Linked DNA regions of Zea mays: region 1 is linked to region 2. A link is a contact called in public Hi-C data. All regions are on one chromosome and are shown on one strand. Each heading gives the region's core, a stretch centred on a gene start, on an enhancer-like site or on the middle of the called end of the contact. The rest is flanking DNA. Distances are from core to core; before and after follow the strand shown. Region 1 holds the start of LOC100273260 (MYB transcription factor). Region 2 has its middle 38 kb from the start of LOC103634780.

Region 1 (2,700 bases), core at 34-2,533, 150 kb after region 2:
CACGGTGGTGCCGCCGGCGCACGTGGCGTTGAGGTAGTCCAGCAGCGTCGCGTCCGAGTACACGCCGCCGTCGGCCGGCCCCAGGTCCAGCCCGTCCAGCCCGAGGCTGTCCAGCGCGGCGGCGGCAGCCGAGTCGTCGTCGACCACGCCGGCGCCGCCGTCGAGGTCGAGGTCGTCGGTGTAACCGTAAGCGGCGCCGTACTGGTCCACGACCCACCTTAGTTCGGATTCGGAGAAGCAGGGCACCGGCGGGAGCGCGGCCGAGGTCGTCGACCCGGACGTCGTCGACGTGCTCGGGCTCGGGTCGACCTGCTGCAGGTAGTGGCCGCTGGCCGCCGGCGCGCTACTACTCGGGTCCTCCTGCTGGCTGCCGTGGGCCGGCGGCGAGCGCGAGGAGGCCGTGCCGGCGATGTTGTGCGAGGGGTGCAGTGGCGGCGGCAGCTCGCCGTCGCCGTGGTGGTGCGCGGCCATCTTCTCCAGCAGGCGCGGCATCCAGTAGCAGCGGACGGCGTCGCGGAAGACGGCGCTGTTGGCGTCCACCCGCAGCTGCCGCGCCTGCTTCTGCACGCGCGTCCGCCAGTAGTTCTTGATCTCGTTGTCGGTGCGCCCCGGCAGGTGCTGCGCTATCCTCGACCACCTGTTCCCCCACTTGGAGTGGAGCTCGAGGATGAGCAGCTGCTCCTCAGGCGTCAGGTTGCCGCGCTTGATGTCGGGCTTCAGGTAGTTGAGCCACCTGAGCCGGCAGCTCTTGCCGGTCCTCTTCAACCCTAATTCAAGCATGGATAGCACATCAAGACGAGATCGATCATCGATAGCTTAATTAGTCGAGACTGATCGAGATGCAAGTAAGTAATACATAGAAACCGCCGGCGAAATGGAATAGTCGGACTACACTACGTACTCACCGGAGCAGCGGGCGAGGAGATTCCAGCGGCCCTCGCCGTGGCAAGCAATGTAGTTCATGAGGAGGTTGTCTTCCTCGAGCGTCCAGGGGCCTCTCCTGAGCTCCACCATCATCGCCTCCTGGTCCTCGCGATGCTTGCTGGCCGTCACTGCAGCCGCCATGGCGCCTTTCCTCTGGGACATTATTGTGGCCTGTCTCCTGGCATGCACCTTGGATGATATGAACCCCTTGGAGGGTGCAACCTATCTACTTATAGATGCATATATATGGCCATGCACTAGCACTAGCAGCTACCGTAAAGCTGTGTGTAGGTTTAGGGATTGGAAAAGAAAAGGTAGGAGATGATCAGTTGGAAGAAGAAGAAGCAGAGTTGAGAGGAGGGACCTAGCTGCATGCAAAGACAGAGAGAACTTAGCTTCTTGGTGGCTTCCCTTTTATAATGACTTGTGGCAATGATATATATGTAGCCCATATTCAGTGCAGTAAATCCGAATAGTGATATATGTATGCAGGGTCGCAGGTAGTGCTGTGAATATGGACCGGACTTTTTGAAACAGCACGAGCACGGCCTATAACAGAAGCCGAAGCACAGTGAAGCACGAAATAATATGGAACCGGACTATCACGAACCGAAGATAGGCTTGAGCCAGGCCTTAAATTCTGGCCCTTGACAAGGCCCACACGCATGGGCCGAGCTTGGGCCGACACGGCCCAATCAAATCTATATTGTTTAATTTCTTTAATTTAGTAAGTTATTGACTTTATGCGGTTATAATATTTGAACTTTATGTGGTCAAATGATGCTCACATTGTTTAATATATTTAATTTAGTAAGCTATGAACTTTATGTGATTAGAATATTTGGACTTTATGTGATTTAAATATATAGTCTGGACAGCCCAACAAAGACACATCGTGCTTTAGGGTCTCTACTCTTTGGGCTGACATATCACAACCCAAAAGTTTGTTAGGCCTTCATGGCCTGAGCCCGTTTGGCTCGAAACACGATGGACCTGAACGAGCCTGGCTGGTCCGATCCAGCCCAATTTCCAACACTAGTCGCACGGATGCTGCCTGGTTAGAGGGAAGCTGATGCTGATCATAAGTCGTAAGCTCTGAGGACATGTAGGACAGACCGGTTTGGTGGCTACCTTAGCTGCTTTAGTGCTTGGACTTAGGATCAGCTGCCAAGCCTTGGAGGAGGTAAAGAGGAAGAAGGCCAAGCGTAGTAGTGCTAGTGCAGCTACACACCAAAAAGGTTTTGTTGAAATAGCACTGCCCACCACCCCTTAGATTCTTCGCTACATGAAGCGTGTTTGACTGAACAATTTGTCACCCTTGCACTATTGGGATTAGACGAGAGAGCGGGAAGTGACACGGAGAGATGGGCGCGCGAATTGTTTGTTGGACGTACACATCCCTGCTGGGAGGTGAACCACCTCCTTCCTTTTGCTCTCGATCACTGAAATAAACAAACCACGAAAACTACAGACATGCCAAACAATATTCCTCGACTTATGTATTTTTCAGTCTCTATATATATTATTCTTTGTGATAAGGTCCAGTCCAATACTGGAACGTACATGACTGTTATACGATCACATTTTATTTATTTATTTCTAAACTATTGGTGTGTTATCTAAAGAAAACATAAAATGGCTTAGAAATAGCAAAAAAAATTTATTAAGGATGACTCTGCCAGACCGCTCGTGGCATTTTTCAAGGAAAATTTAGATGCTACCCAACAGTTAGGAATCAAACACATAAGACCTCACATCCTCACACAAAGTTTTTTC
Region 2 (2,700 bases), core at 200-2,699:
CTTACAGCGGGACCCTGAAGTGGAGGTAGGAGAGATTCCATATCGATCTCCCCTTGACGGATGATCTTCTGGTGGCGATCCACCGTGAAGTATGACAAGTACTTTTCCGCCGCCTCCTTGCGTCGTTCGGAGAGTTTATGCAGCAGTTCCGCCTCTTCCTTGTCGCGTTGTTCGTTCCATTGCCGCATCACCTCCTTCTCATCGCGCAATACAAGGTCTTCAAAGGGTCTTTGGTCATCAACCGGGAGTGCCTCCATGGCCGGTTTGATGATGTTGGTGGTGAAGATCTTGGTGTGATCCTTAGAACCGGCCATCTATGGGTCGATTTTTAGTAGGTCTAGACACCTAGTCCCCAGCGGAGTCGCCAAAAGTATGTTGACACCTTTTCGGGCGCCAAACACTGCGTGAGAACCAGTGGCGGTGCCCTCTGCAGAGGCGCGGACGGTCCGCGGCCAGGGGCCGGACAGTCCGCGACCTGGTACAGGGGCTGACGTTCCCTGCCTGACGGCCGGACGGCCCGCGCGTGCGCAGGGGCGGCGAAGGTCGCCGGCGGTGCCTGGATCTCGCTCCCGGGAGGGACCCCGTCAGGGAGGAGAGATCCTAGGGGTTGTATAGGCTCGGCAAGCCGACCCAGACTCCTCTAATCGACGTAGAGTCAAAGAGAAGCGGAGAATTTAGGGATTGGAATACTAAACTAGGGCTAAACTAGAACTACTCCTAATGCGTAAGGTAAAAACGAGGAATAGATTTGATTTGATCGATTGTTGCGGGGTTCAATCGGTCGTAGCCCTTCATCTATATAAAGGGGAGGTCTGGATCCGCTTCGAACTGATTTCCGAGTCAATCCCACGGTTTTAGGTAACAAATCCCGCGAGAAACTAGGAACCCTAACTGTCTCTGCGCACGCGCGGACCGTCCGGCCTCAGGGCCGAACCGTCCGCAAGGCCTTTTTTGGCTTCCAACACGTAACAAACTAGTTAGCTAGCTGTCGCTACGTTTACAAAAAGTCGCTTAATGGTTTTGGATGTTTGTTTTAGTCATCGACTGTTCTATCTGATGTCAATTTCTAATCTCTACTATATAAAACACTAGTTCCTCAGCTTATATGTCGTGCCTCCCCCACACTTAATGTCAAAACTGTAAAATTGTGTACAAATAAGGATTCAAAACATAATTGTTGTAATTAAAACCTATATTCACACACATCTAGCTTACAAAACACATATGTGTCTGTGTTTTATAATCTATACTCGTAAATACAAACCGTAGCGAAGGACCGACACTTTGCTTATTATTCTAACGAGCAGTACTGCTCAGTCACGGTTGTTCCATTCCAGGCTTCTAGCTAGTGCGTGTCGATTTTCGCTAGCGCGCTACTATTTCCGACGGCAAGGCCACTTGGTTATATATGTGGTGGTGCGCGGGGCGGCGGCCCAGTGGGCTTTTGTTTCCAAGAAGCCACGACGTCTTTGTTTGCTATTCTTCCATTCTCGCGTGTCTTCTCCGGCCGTGAAGGCCCAATCACCGTCAGCTGGTTACCGGAAACGCCACCTTTCCCTATCAATGGCGTCGAACAGTGCGCGTTTTGGCACGGGGCGCTATCAGCAATAGCTCCATCGGCGTGCCGTTCCTGGACCCCACCACGAGAACCAAAACGTCTCTTTGTCACAGCAGCTGGTGTCGTCAAATCAAATCCTAGCTCCAGTGACTATCTCGTCCCTGCACCACTGCCGGCTTGTGTCACCGTTGCGTAATCCCATTGAAAGTCTTGCAGCCCAGGACAGCGCGTTGCTTCGTTCCTCATGCATGTCGTCCAAGGACAGCGCACGGAGACAGTCGAAACTGTCTCTCGGTGAACGACTGGACGACTGGACGTACGCGTGGCTAGTTTATGTTGCCCAACAAGTGCCCCGGCGTCGCGGCTAACGCCATGCTTTAATTTATTATTACAGGATATATATTCTGCCTGTTTGGTTGATGTGCGGAAGGTTGCAGCTGCACCCGCGAAGTCTCAAAGTGCATATTGGGCCTGTTTGTTTCGGCTTCTGACAGCTTCTGGCCACCAAAAGCTGCTGCGGACTGCCAAACGCTCAGCTTTTCATCCAGCTTCTATAAAATTCGTTGGGACAAAAACCATCCAAAATCAACATAAACACATAATCGGTTGAGTCGTTGTAATAGTAGGAATCCGTCACTTTCTAGATCCTGAGCTCTATGAACAACTTTATCTTCCTCCACACGTAATCGTAATGATACTCAGATTCTCCTCACAACCAGATTCTCCACACAGCCAGATTTTCAGAAAAGCTGGTCAGAAAAAAGCTGAACCAAACAGGCCCATTGTTTGGTTTACTTCTCTCAGCGTACTGGTTGAACGGATGCAAAAATAGATGGCGAGCCAGGCCCGCGGGAGATGCTCCCACCGCGCGTACGCCGGCGTGCAGTCCGGTGGCATGCTGTTGCACGTAGTTGCACGCAAAACGAGAACGCATTTATATTTGTTCTTGCATCATATCTTTTAAATAAAAAAGTTAATCATCAAACCGATTTTATATTCGTGTTCCTGGATTTTTTTTGAACAAAACTAGACCACACATGCTATATAATATTTAAAGATTTATTTATTCACTCTTCTCTAATACACGTTTTGGTGTAGATAACCAAACACAGGTTATATTTGTCCTGAATGTAATAATACAA

The links. A called contact is a pair of places that touch in the nucleus more often than the background predicts.
Region 1: a contact with region 2 is called in a Hi-C map of bundle sheath, with 2.3 times the contacts expected there. The contact joins the promoter of LOC100273260 here to the enhancer-like site in region 2. A contact is called at or near these places in 3 of 25 Hi-C or Micro-C datasets (bundle sheath, ear and endosperm).

Annotation. Positions count from the first base shown.
Region 1 is chr8:11,933,001-11,935,700 of Zm-B73-REFERENCE-NAM-5.0, forward strand. LOC100273260 (MYB transcription factor) reads right to left here and starts at 1,284. Exons shown (of 2, transcript NM_001147702.1): 1 at 906-1,284; 2 at 1-767. The coding sequence starts at 1,086.
Region 2 is chr8:11,785,387-11,788,086 of Zm-B73-REFERENCE-NAM-5.0, forward strand. No RefSeq gene overlaps it. Among protein-coding and RNA genes, the nearest start is that of LOC103634780, 38 kb to the left of the region's middle. Within about 2 kb of position 1,450, at least 17 of the 20 cell types and tissues checked have an H3K27ac peak or open chromatin away from gene starts, as enhancers often do. A contact at or near this core is called in bundle sheath, ear and endosperm, where this site is marked.